Regions from separate parts of the Gasterosteus aculeatus genome. Here region 1 is linked to region 2. The links are chromatin contacts, called in public Hi-C maps. All regions are on one chromosome and are shown on one strand. The core of a region is the stretch at or near the end of the contact, and the rest is flanking DNA. Distances in the headings are between cores, read along the strand shown. Region 1 overlaps cacna2d4a (calcium channel, voltage-dependent, alpha 2/delta subunit 4a). Region 2 holds the start of cpsf6 (cleavage and polyadenylation specific factor 6).

The links. A called contact is a pair of places that touch in the nucleus more often than the background predicts.
Region 1: a Hi-C map of skeletal muscle shows a contact between it and region 2, with 4 times the contacts expected there. The contact joins the enhancer-like site here to the promoter of cpsf6 in region 2. A contact is called at or near these places in 2 of 6 Hi-C or Micro-C datasets (both in skeletal muscle).

The regions. Positions count from the first base shown.
Region 1 is chr4:30,498,189-30,505,050 of fGasAcu3.hap1.1, reverse strand. The region is part of intron 27 of cacna2d4a (calcium channel, voltage-dependent, alpha 2/delta subunit 4a); the gene reads left to right. It overlaps lrtm2a (leucine rich repeat transmembrane protein 2a), which reads right to left. Exons shown (of 7, transcript XM_040175366.2): 3 at 1-29. Among protein-coding and RNA genes, the nearest start is that of LOC120818355, 11 kb to the left of the region's middle. Within about 2 kb of position 3,615, at least 2 of the 9 cell types and tissues checked have open chromatin away from gene starts, as enhancers often do.
Region 2 is chr4:30,461,298-30,467,308 of fGasAcu3.hap1.1, reverse strand. cpsf6 (cleavage and polyadenylation specific factor 6) reads left to right here and starts at 1,816. Exons shown (of 11, transcript XM_040175016.2): 1 at 1,816-2,009; 2 at 3,293-3,502; 3 at 3,683-3,786; 4 at 3,906-4,051; 5 at 4,412-4,585; 6 at 5,726-5,833. The coding sequence starts at 1,950. cacna2d4a (calcium channel, voltage-dependent, alpha 2/delta subunit 4a) reads left to right here. Exons shown (of 39, transcript XM_078100295.1): 39 at 1-728.

The DNA.
Region 1 (6,862 bases), core at 2,366-4,865, 36 kb before region 2:
CGACAGGAGGCACAGGACACAGAGGAAGACTTGAGGAGGAGAGGGAGGAGCGAAGAGACACAACAGGATTACATTTAAACGGGGAATTGACTTCAGCTAATCAGGGGGAAGGACTGCAGGGAACGTGGAAGAAAGAAGTGAGCACATAAACAAATCAATTCAAGGGCTTCTAGGTGGAAATCATTTTTTTCGGTCATTTGTCTGTGTGTGTGTTTGTGTGCACCTCACAGGTGTTTTTATTTCATTTTGGACTATTTATCCCGCAGATAACAACAATTTAATAATTTCTACTCATAACCTGTTTCTACCTTCTCCCCTATTATTCCATTTCAAGCTTTTTTGTGTGCGTCATTATTTGCACCTTTTCCGTCTGTATTTGTATCCACAAACCGAGGCTTTTTCATTCGTTCCTTTTCACATTCATTCATTCATTCCTGCCTGTCCCTCTCTCCAATCCACTCCAATTGTCTCTCGCCTGCCGCAGTCTCTTCATCTTTTTCATTCTCCTTCACGTCGAGTCTCTTGGCACTGCTCTGTATTCCCTCAGCGCCTCGTTACTGTGGCTGACTTTGTTTCCGTCCAATGGCTTATCGCCATGGCTTTATCTCTCTGGGTATGTGTGTGTGTGTGTGTGTGTGGGCATATGCTTGTGCGAGCGAGTGTGTGCTTAGCACCAACAAAGCGTAATATTAAGAAACACTCCAGACGGAGGAGACAGCACTTTTACTTCCTGACACGACTCCGCTTCATCAGCAGATTTCATCATCTGCATATTATTAGCATCGATGTCTCAGCGTGCCGTTGCCTTTTGTCGCACTTTGTCTCATCCTGTTAGTTCCTCCGAATCTCTCTAAATGTACTTTCTTTCTCATTTTCTCTTTCCTTCCTCTCACTCACATCAAAGGCTCCATTGCCTTCCACTATATTGCTTGTCTGTCTCTCACAGTGACAACGCAGTGAGTTGAGAGGAGGCTTTAAAATCATGTTTTATTCCCTTTAAGCACACCACTAGATAAACGCTTACCTTAATGTATGATAAAGAATGGGTGATGCATTCAGGAAGGAAAATTGAATGACGTATCACCTCTTAAACCCATCAAAATGTTATTGAAGGCACAGTTTGGCATTTGGGAAATTTGATTTAGGCAAATATGCAGCGACTCCACAGACGGCTTGCTCAGCATGAAGAATGGAGGAAATGACGAGCTTCATATGCCGTTTTAACCAAGCTGCATGAATTGACTTTCTTGAATCTTCAAGGAAGTAAACGTGGAAGTAAAGAGCCATTGCTCTGAACGCTGTCAGTTGAATTCATGTCCCTAATAAAGTAAAGTGTTTTTGTGTGCATATTCAGAGTTATTATGTGCTTTCATTGTCAACAGCAAATAATTGTCTGACTTTGTGTCGTTGCTTCGTATTTGAAAGTTTCCACGTGCAGTAGAAAGGTAATTACATAGAACGAATCAAAACGACATTGTGCAGCTCTGTGAATACACGTCAGAAGTATCAGAACATAAAGACTTTGGCCTTGTAACAGAGATCTGCGTGTGAACCGTGAATGTCTGTTATCCCCTCTGCTCCGTCCGGCAGTATAATCCTAATCTCTGGGAAAAAATGAACGCCACTTCATAAATGGATGATAAAGGGGTGATTCTGAAGCATCCTGTCCCAAGTGGGGACACTTCTGTCACTGCGCCGTCTCAGGAACAATCTGCAGGGATTCCGCTGCAGAGTAGCCGTGAATTCCTCCGTTTGAAAATGGTGCAGTGGTTTCGTGAGATTTGGGATAACGATGTCACTCAGAGGGAGAAGGGAGCTGGTGGGAGGGGTTGGGGGGGGGGCATATAATGTCCGATTCCAGACTGTGGTCACCTCTACGCAGCTTCTATATCTCTCCGTCTCCTATGCAGGCTCTGTTTTGTTACAGGTGTTCTTTATATCCGCTGATTCTTCTGCCTCTCGCGCCCCACCGCAACCCCCCTCTCCCCTCATTTCCCTCTGTTATTGAACATCGTGACCCCCCCTCTCACTCACATATCTTTTTTGCTTCCCTCGTTTTGGTTCATTTGAGTTGCTCTCTGTCCTCATGCTGTTATGCTGCACACAGCCTGAAGACGAAGGAAGACATTTGGCCACAGTCGGAGGAAGATAGAGGGGGGGGGGGGGGTTCTGTCCAGATAAGTTTGAGGGGCTCTCTGCGTATTAATTTAGACTTCCGACTGGATATTTTCTAAGAAGGCCCAAACACATTCCACAAAAGTGCTGACTTTTTTTGGAGGCAAATGTAATCAGGCAGGGATGGGAAACAAACTGAGGCGGGGCATTAAAATGCAACACCATCTCCCTGTTTGATTGAAGCAAGGGTGCCGAGGCAACTCTGACAGCGGTCTCTGTCTGACAGACAGTTGTGGGAAATGTCCCCCTCCACCAGAAACACTGATCGGCATTTGTTTTGGAATTACATTGCAGAAGGTTAAGGCAATTTTTTTGTCTTCATCCCATATGAATATAATGATTGCGGCTTTTCTTTAAGGTTCATTTTCTGTGATTGCCAAATACGAAGATCGTTCCACCCTTTTAAAAGTTCTCTTTTTCATATAGGCACAGGTCAGAGGTGATCCCTTTGAAACTTTCTGCCTGTTTAATTTCTCTTTGTACACATTTGCAGGATCATAATCTTAAAAAAATGTTCTTTTTACTGGTTGTCACATTCACACACGCATATATAAAAACAAACAAAGAGTCATATGACTCCAGTAAATGTTTGTGATGTTTCACAGCGTCTCCTAGGTAACACTGCTTAACACCTCCGGGGCCTCAGCTGTCTGTAAGTTTATATGCAGCGGCCCCAGGGTGACACTGGACCCAGCGATGATGTCATCTCCACAGGCACCTCGGTTACTGAGCACAGTCGCATGTTACCAGGGGCCAAGCTGTTTTCCGTGCAGGCGACAGACTCTGGGCTCTCTTATTACCAGAGCGACCAGCTGTCCTCTCTGCAACCGAATCGCCGGCCTGTGTTTGTTCACACTTCGATGCCTCGTCCTCTGCGTAGAGGTCTGAGCCAAAGTGCTTGGAATCGACTCCAATAGATGTCAGATAAATCACCGGCTCGCCTAAACTTACGTGTGGATAAAGACCACTCAACTTAAATTGTGATGAGGATTTTTCACTACTTAGTCTTTAGCTGCAGCGTCAATCAACAGCCAAGCAACTCAGTCAAGCAACTCAGTCAACTTTTAGCATATTTTAAGGGCATCAAGGGCGTTATAATTCAAACGATTGGTCCTCCTCAAGGTCAGTCGCACCAATAACGATGGTATAATGATGACAGCATATATATTATATTATATTATTGTTATCATTACGATGATGACAATTAGTATTTCATTGTATGTTAAAGTTAAATATTGTCTGCGAGGATCCATTTTGTTTTCGTCCGATGAGACGCCTGACATCTTGTCACATCTGAGGTTCAATCACACCTCAATGGGGTCATTTTTCTGAGGCTGTTGCAGGTCTGATCTGTAAATCGAGACGTCACTTGGTTTAGCGGATGGAAATTAGCCAGCCAGAGTGTGCGTGTGCTCCCCTTGAGTGTGTGTGTGTGTGTGTGTGTGTGTGTGTTTGAATGCCTTCTTTCACTATTCAGCCCATCGTCCCACTCAATGCAGCGCTGTTCTGTCTAGGGCTTTATCAAAGACGTACGAAAGAATACACAAAAGTCACACACGTATAACATCACTGTCTCAGGAGTGTCACCAAGTTGTTTCAACGTTGACACGGTGACGCTGTGTTACCGCAGCAACCGAGCGCATACGGACGACGGGGAAAAGAAGAGAGAGGAGCAAGTTACCTGCCTGACTCTCGGGCACTTAAACGCTTAGTCACACACAGAAAGTGACGCTCGCTCGCGCACGCTCAAACGGGGTGCAGGGATGCAGGCTGCACACCTGCTGGAGTGTGACGAGAAGAGGAGGGATTCTAGTAGTTCTTTCAAATCTTGTTTTTAGCCTCCAGTATTTCTCTCTCTTTTCTGTCTTTTTCACCCCTCTGTTTAACTCTCTCAGTGTCCTTTTCTCTCCCACCTACTCCCTCTCTGTCCCCCTCATCCATTTCTCTCCTGAAGAATTTCGCCTCGCTGGGACAGAATCATTATTTTTACTTGGAGGGGCGAGTGGGTAAAGATGTAGGCCGAGCTGCCTCTGTAATTCATGCTCATCTGTATCAATTTGTTGTGACTACACTGCACGCACACCCGCGAACAAACACATACACACACAAAGCATGGCCCACGGGAGAGACATTTGCTTTTGTGATAGTGGCTTTTAATTAGCAGGAGTGACAGGGTAAAACAGAGAGAGGGGGAGATAAAGGGATACAAACAAACGAGAAACAAGTGATGCAAAGCAAATTATGGGTGAAGCACAATTTCGAGGCCAGTTTCAGCGCCATGTTTTCACTGCACCACCATCTTTGTCACATCTTTAATGGACGCGACATCGCTTTCTACTGTCCACTCCGACTGGGCCCCGGTTGGAGGCTCGATGCAAATTAAGGATGCTTGGCTTTTGACACACATCCGCAGTAGAATACATTTCGCCTTGGATGACGAGTCTTAATGCATGACCACTCGTTCATGAGAAGGGAAGGATTGACGGGTGGCGTTGGTCCAAAGAGCACGGACACACACATCTAAGCAATTTTCATTTGATGTGCTATAGATAGACAGATAGATGGATAGATATAACCCTCATCTGGTTAATTGGATGACCTTTTCAAAGGCTTGTGAAGTGTTTACCAATCGAGCTCATCTCAAATTGCTTATCCAGGACATTTTCTCTGATTACCTGGTGGGTCAAGCGCTATTTCTTTATCAGAAATAAGCCCTGTTATCTTTTCAGCCTCATGCTGGATCCACGCTGGACTTGTGTAATACTGCATTGGAAGTGTTGAAGTGGAGTGGTGCTGTTTGTGGTACAGAGGATTATCCAAATCCGTCCCTCCCAATGTCCTTTGAAAGTAAGCCAGTACTGTGTGTGTGTGTGTGTGTGTTTCATCCGGCAAATTCCTGTTGCACCTGTACCGAACTAAACTTTGTTCAAAGAGGAGGACAAAATACACCTGCTTGCAGACACGCAGCTTTCTGCAGGCATTGTGTCCAGCTGGAGCTAGTTCAAGGTCGCCTCAGCCATAGAAATCTTCCGGTTCCTAGATGACGCTGGTAGCCGAACTGGTAGCCGAGCTGGCATCCACACGACAAACGTCAACTCCTAAAACAAACCGCTAGGACATCAGCGGCCCGTGTAGATGGTACTAGTTGGTACTGTGTTGTGTGATCAATGCTATAAACTGTTGCAGAGCAGAGGACAGAAAGATGGTGGGGAATGATTAGACTAAAAATTGCGTGTTGTCCTTCAGGGGAGGAACCTTGAGGTTGACTCGGGAATCAACGTGAGCCTTCTCCGAATAACTTCCAATTACATTAAAATGGCTATTGATTACACGGTAGAATTTTCCAGATGCTTTGGGTGGTTTGCCAACAAGCTTTCATTCCAGTTTCTATTTAACTCTGAGTCTCATGTATCACTAAGGGATCAGGCTCCGCTCCAAGCCTAATGCTTCACATACATTCAGACACACACACACACACACACACTTTGTCACACTGCTGTGGCTTCATGCCAACACCCACGACCAGAGGGGCAGAAAGTTCCTCCAGCTACTAACCGCCCGGTGATGACTTTGGGTTGGTACCTTCTCACAGCTGATGCATCCGACCAATCTAACGTGTATCTCCACTCTGACTCGCTCACAAGCGTGACGCTATATCACCTCAGTCACTGCAGGGCAATGAGTACGAGAGGTTGCAATGCTAAGTATCATGGCTCTATTGCGCTTCGAGGGTTTTGGTCTCAGTCAGTGCGTTAGGGTCTGCAGTGATAGACAAAGCCTCCCTCCTCTCTGTCACCCTGTTGAGTATGCGGTGAGTTAATCTGGCGGGTCCATCAAGGTGCATAAACACCTACGCAGGCACAGTGCGACCAGACGTGCCACAGAGTGTGTTTATGTGTGAATAGGAAAAGAAAATAGCATGTAGATGGTATTAACCACCAACTAATATGAAAATCACTTCACTAGTAATAATGTATTTCAAACAATACATTATGTTCTTTTGAGTTTGTATCCTAACGGTTGAAATGCACTTATTGTAAGTCGCTTTGGATAAAAGCGTCAGCTAAATGACATGTAATGTAATAATTATGCAACAACCTTTGATGGAAATACATTCACAGTATTTATCATTTGGAACTTTCTTTCTTTTTACTCTGAGGCACATTGGGTTTGAACACTCTAATATATTCACAAAGCAACCTCCACAACCTTTCAGAAAGGCATTATCACCTCTGTCTCGTGTAGGTCACAGCGTTTTATCTTAGTTTTACAACCATTAGTTGAAAATATGACCCACGCAGCTTAAACAGAAAAAATCCGAGAACTGATGATGAAAGGATACCTTTGATTTTTTCTTTTCAACACTGAATGGAAAGCACCTTTTGTGTTCCCTGTGCCTGTCAAATTCTAAATGAACGTCATCCTCATAAGAGGAAAATGCATCCTTGATGATTGGAACTCATTCTCTGCACTGTATTAATCTGACATATTCGTTGGTTTTGATTTGATGGAATGCCTTCTGCGCTCCACTCCGAAGCATCTTGCAGTGATTCATGCGTTTCTGTGCGAGTGTGTGTATTAGTGAGGACTTTGAGGAATAATAACAGAGATCAGAGAGCTAGGAGTAGTGAGACAAATAGAGGGACAGTACAAAGCAAAGGACAGAGTACGAGAAAACCTTTGTGGC
Region 2 (6,011 bases), core at 567-3,066:
CTGTCTTTATCAGCTGTGTCTTTCTGTGTGTCTGTATGTTCTGTATGTTGTCATGCTTGGCTGGACAACACTGTGGAAACAGAATGTAGGTCTACAATCAAATTGGATAACACATGAAGGTTGATCCGACCAGGTTGGTTAAAATAGTTTTTTGTTGATTTATAATAACGCAATTACATAGTTTCAAAGAAAAGCAAGTACAAATACAATTCCCGCAAAAAGTCGCAGTGCCAAAACGTTTTTTCCTGAAAATCATTTTTATGGCGGTGACACAAGATTGCTGTGTGGAAAGAGGTCCCATAATTGCCATGTAAATTAACAGTGTAAATCTGATTGAATGGGGTATTTTTGTATTGTTTGTTTTTCATATTTTGAACATAAGCATTTCATTGTGTTTTGGGTTGTGAGTGTCCCTTTGGCTTTTTAAATATTTCTGAATCATCTTGCAAAGCATGTCTTTACGTTAAGCCTATGATGACAAAATTGCCTGTTTATGTCAAAGACTCAGATACATAATGTTTGTCAGTGTGCATCATTACAGGATGTTGTGTTTTGCTGAGATTATCTGGATAATTTTAATACTTTGTCTCGTATTTATTCATTATTTTCACTGTACAATATCCTGTATATTGTACGGTTAACATGTGACCAAGTTATATGTATGTTTGCTGACTGAAGTCTGGATTTGATCAACTAAATTAAATGATCTACATGGATTTTGTACTGTATTTGTTGTCAGTGAGTATTCTGTTGTTTGTCAAGGATTCATTTCATTGCACACATTAGTAAAGACTAAAACAGAGAATCAGTCAAGGAATTACACCAAAACTCAAATGAGATGTACAGCATAATTTATATCCTGAATCAAGAGGATTCTCAAAGCTTTATTCTAGAAAGAAAGAATCTCAATCCAAAGAACATCAGTCAATTACACTAAACACCAGACATTTTTCAATAATTAAACCTTTGTAGAATTCAATTAAGAATTGAATGTGCGCCTTGTAAAAGGTGCTTGGATGTATTGGTATTGTGACAGGAATAATGCAAAGATAAGAAATCCTATCTGCAACTGCAAAACATCTTTATGGGATGCCGTTGTGGTGGTGGAGAGGTTTAAGGATGCCTCCTGGGTGCCTCCATAGGGAGGTGTTCCAGGCACGGCCAGCTGGGAAGAGGCCCCCGGGGAAGACCAGGTGGAGAAATGATATCTCTACACTGGCCTGAGAACGCCTTAGGATCCCCCAGTCAGAGATGTGGTACATGTGGCCCCGGTAAAGGGAAGTTTGGGGTCCCCTGTTGGAGCTGTTGCCCTCGCGACCCGACCCCGGATAAGTGGTCCAAGACGAATGGATGTTGTGCAATGCTTCATGGAAAAAGTATATGTTGCGTGGCGGTCACTTGTCTTAACTGTATTTCCTTCCACTGGAATTATGACTAGCAATGTACTCCTACTGTATTTATACATCAGGTTTTATTTTTAATTTCCAGATGCTACCACAGACTGCAAATGACAAATGACTCATCTGGAGCAGCATCCTGTATCTTAGCCTACACTCTCAGATTTCTGCATTCAAAGGTGTTTCCTTTCATCTTGACAGGAAGTCAGAAACAATGCACGTGCAAAATAGACAAATGCATCAATGTTATGGGATTGATAGGCACGATTTAGAAAAGGATTACGTGGTCAAGTCAAAAAGGAAATTCAAGTTTACTTCATGAAAAACAAATGTTGAGGTATGAGGTAAATAAAAATAATACGAAAAACTAAATTATATTTATATATATAAATGTATTTTTTTTAGGGGGGGTCTCGCTATTTCCTATTGGCACGTTTTGGCCTCCTCGTATCGACCAGCAGAGGCGCTGTTGGTGCCGCTCGCCGTCTCATTGTTTTGCGGCTCAGCGTCGCTCTGCACCGCCGGGCGGAGAGAGCGACGGGTCGGAGGAAAATGGCGGACGGTGTGGATCACATCGATATCTACGCCGACGTAGAGGAGGAATTCAACCAGGTAATAAACACTTATTCACCACACGTCGACGACTGGCGTTTTTATGTTTTTATGTTTGTTTCTGTTTTCCGTCGTTGCTCGTGTTTTTCGGAGAGCGGTGTGTCCCGCTGAGAGGAAAAAGGACTTTCCCTCGCTCGCAGGCCCGTTTCACCATGATGCCAGCCTGCATCCTCGGTTATATTTTACCCGGCTCGAAATGTGCCGCTCGGTCGACGTTTAGGGCGCCGTATTGTGCGAAGTGGTAGTTTGCATGCACGGCGCAAATTGAAACATTTGTTTCGGTGGAAGCAAAACTCAACCATTTTTTGTTGTTGTTTGGCTATGCGGGTTTCAGGCCTTTTGCATCGCTTGCCCGTGGCGGGCTATCGAGCACAACAAACCTGACGTTAGTTACGGTAGCTAGCTGGTGTTAGCTGCCTTCCTCTTACAAACGCCAGCTAACCATCGTTTATAAGTTTATTTTCTAGTCGTTTGTGTTTTAAGTTCAATAAAACTCTTAATTACAACTAACTCTAATATGGTTGGCTATGGAACTTCCATTGTACGACTTGGAGACGTATTTTAACCCATGCTAACCGTACATTACGGATTGTTAGCTTAATGCGACTTTAGCATGTAACGTTATGAGTCTGCAGAGTTTGTTTTTCTTCCTCCACACACGCCCCTTTTACTAATAACACGACGTAGCTATATTTACAAAAATCTCGGGTGCAGACCATTTGTTGTTTGACTATTTAGAGGCAACGTATTGTTTTCTTAGTTTTGGTAACGTTAGTTTAGGTTTAGGTAAGACGTCTTGTGGATTTACTGTAATGTGACCACACGATCTAAACAAGTATTTGTTATAACGTTTATCATTTCATTTGTTTGTCTAAACAGTAAACCCCCCTTCAAGTTATTGTGAGATTTACACTCGTCTAACTATATTATGCTGCAATTATATTTTGCATTGTTGAACTTGTCAAACCCAGTGAATAAAGGTGGAAAAATAATCACTATTTCTCCATCTGGGTTGATATTGTCCTTGAGAGAAATCATCATCTGGATTTTCTGTACCACAAGCAATCATGTAACGTTTAAAAGTAGAGAAATCTGCTCACAGTCGGGGCAAATTTATAAATGCACCTAACTTTTGAGATTCAATGCAATGTCTAAGGAAGCAAGCAGACCAACGAATGCTTCCGCAAAAGAATCTTGCAGCTCCAAAGTGATTTGCTTTTGCCAATTCTATAATAGTTGTTTAAAAAAGTTTCACACTAAATTATTTCCGTGATGCTCAACAGGAATCGGACTATGCGGTCCATGAACAGATCGACCTTTACGATGATGTAATATCCCCATCAGCCAACAATGGCGATGCTCCAGAAGACCGCGACTACCTGGACACGCTGCCTACTGCAGGGGGCTCCGATGGAGGGAAGAGTTCCCAACCTAACGTTGTCTACACCTACACAGGCAAAAGGATTGCCCTGTACATAGGGAACCTCACATGGGTTGGTATCTTGAGAATTTGGCTCAGGCATTCTATAGCACAATTTTCTTTAAATTTAAAGACATTTAGGACAGTCCTGTAAACAATGATATTCCGAGTTATGCAACTTTTGTGTAACAAATATCAAATTAAGCAAGTCCGTACGAATGTACTTCTGATGATGCATTCTTCTGTTATGCAGTGGACGACAGACGAGGACCTGACCGAAGCAATCCGGTCGGTGGGCATCTCCGATGTGCTGGAGATCAAATTCTTTGAAAACAGAGCCAATGGCCAGTCGAAAGGGTGGGAGGTTTAATCCGTTTTTTGACATGATTAAACTAAATCCTAACCTGTTGTAGATCATTCCCTCTACAAAAACAATGTTCAATTATTTGTGTATGTTCTCTGCATTCATTTTACAGGTTTGCGCTGGTGTGTGTGGGGTCCGAGGCGTCATCTAGGAAATTAATGGAGTTGCTGTCAAAGCGGGAGCTCCATGGTCAGAATCCCATTGTCACAGCGTGCAACAAACAGTCTCTCAGCCAGTTTGAGATGCAGTCACGCAAAAGTAAGTGGGATAAATACACATTTTGGATCTGCATATTTTAAAAGCACTCAATAGTTTGTAATTGAACTTGCATGCTTGTTACCTGGCTGATTTGAAGAGGTCATGTCAAATATATTTGCAAATGTTTTTACACATCAGTTTGTCCACTAAATGCAATTGCACCGCATCAAAATGAAAATTGATTAAATTTAGTTCCTGTGCATATGAATGAGTTCCCTTATTGCAAATTAGAAGAAACCTTTATTTCCCCGGTACGCTGGACATACAAGGAAATTGTCATGGATGTCTTCTTGTTCAACACTGATGCATTTGTTCCATCTTATCTGGAAAGCTGAGCTATTTTTTCCTCATCTTTCTCAGGTACCCAGTCAGGCCAGATGTCTGGGGAAGGTAAAGCTGGGCCCCCTGGGGCTGGCCTTCGGGGGGGATTCCCCATGGGTCGAGGCAGGGGCAGGTTCCCTGGACCACCCGGCCCTGGTGGAGAGCGCTTCCCTGGTCCCGTTGGGCCTGGAGGGCCGCCGCCCCACTTCCCTGGTTAGTTTGGTAACGAGTGTTTATGCCAGTGTGGTATGGTAGGGACAAATCTGCCCTCGTTCACTTTGTTGAAAAATAATATATATATATTTTTTATATATATTTGTTTTATTTATATCTATTCATATTTAAGGCAGACATCAAATGAAAGGTTTATTGATCGTAAATTATCAACAGTTTATGCTAGAGCCTGTCTTATTTTAAACTATATTATTTAATTAATATCAAATGTTTTTGGGGCTTTACTTAAATCAATTATAGTAGTGTAGAAGGTGTATATATAAATAGAGTAGTCTTGTTCTACCAAACACAGTGAGTTCGTAATAGAAAATGTGTGTGTTATCGTGTCTCTAAAGGTGATCCAGCTGAATTATCTTGCTGAAACGGATGCAATTCATTTCCAGTTCATGCGTAGATGTATTGGGGATCACATAGTTAGCTCACTGCAAACGCTGCTAAAGGTGGTCTTACTCTGTCCACTCTTTAGATAATGACATTTTTATTATATAGCGGTGCAATACATTAAAATAATCACCATAGTGTAACAAGTAAATTTACCTAATTAGAAGAATACTGCTCTGTCTGGCAGTGCTGCTTTGTAAACACAGAAACTCTTTTCTACTACTCCCGGACCGCATGCAACCAAAGCTCGTCCATTGTCGTGTGTGTGTTTCTTGGGAGAAATCTTTGAACCATTAAATCTCCCCTGGCAGGAATTTGTCATTGCACGTTTCCCTCCCCGTCTGGTTTGTTCTTTCGTTGTCTGTGCACCTACTTTTGAACAAATATGACTTTCCTGGCTGCAATTTTCTGCTCACTGGCATCTATCAACACCATTGCTTGAGAAGCAGCTTGCTCACAGCTTTACTCGGCAAGCTACCAGACTTAAATTCCTTTTCAATCTCGGATTAGCTGTGTTACACATATAGTAAGACAGACTGGAGCTGCAAGTGTTTCTCTTTTTCTCCCATTTTTGCGCCTTTTCCTCCCCAACTTTTTTTTCCCCCTCTCTCTCCTCCATCTCTTCTTTCGCTTAGTGGCTGATGCCCCGCGCTGCTGGGCTGTGACAGGCCTTCGGTTAGTAGTTAGCGACGTTTATGAAGGGAATAGTTGTGATTGGTTTGCTTTCTTCCCCATTAGGCCCGGGCATGAGACCAGATCTGATTAGACACCAAGATGGCCCTCTGATGGATATGAGTTTCAATCCCTTCCCGCCGGGGGGCAGGAACGGGAGCTGGCGTGGCAGAGGTGAAACACCTCGATTAATCTGATTGAATTTATCAATCACCTTTTTATCTTAACCCACAGAGGTTTATTGCAGTTCTACCATTAAAAAACGCTGCATTTTGCACTTTCTTAATCCCTCAATTTACCCAAAATATGAATGGCTCCACATAAGGCCGAACTAAAACATTTTAGATATTTA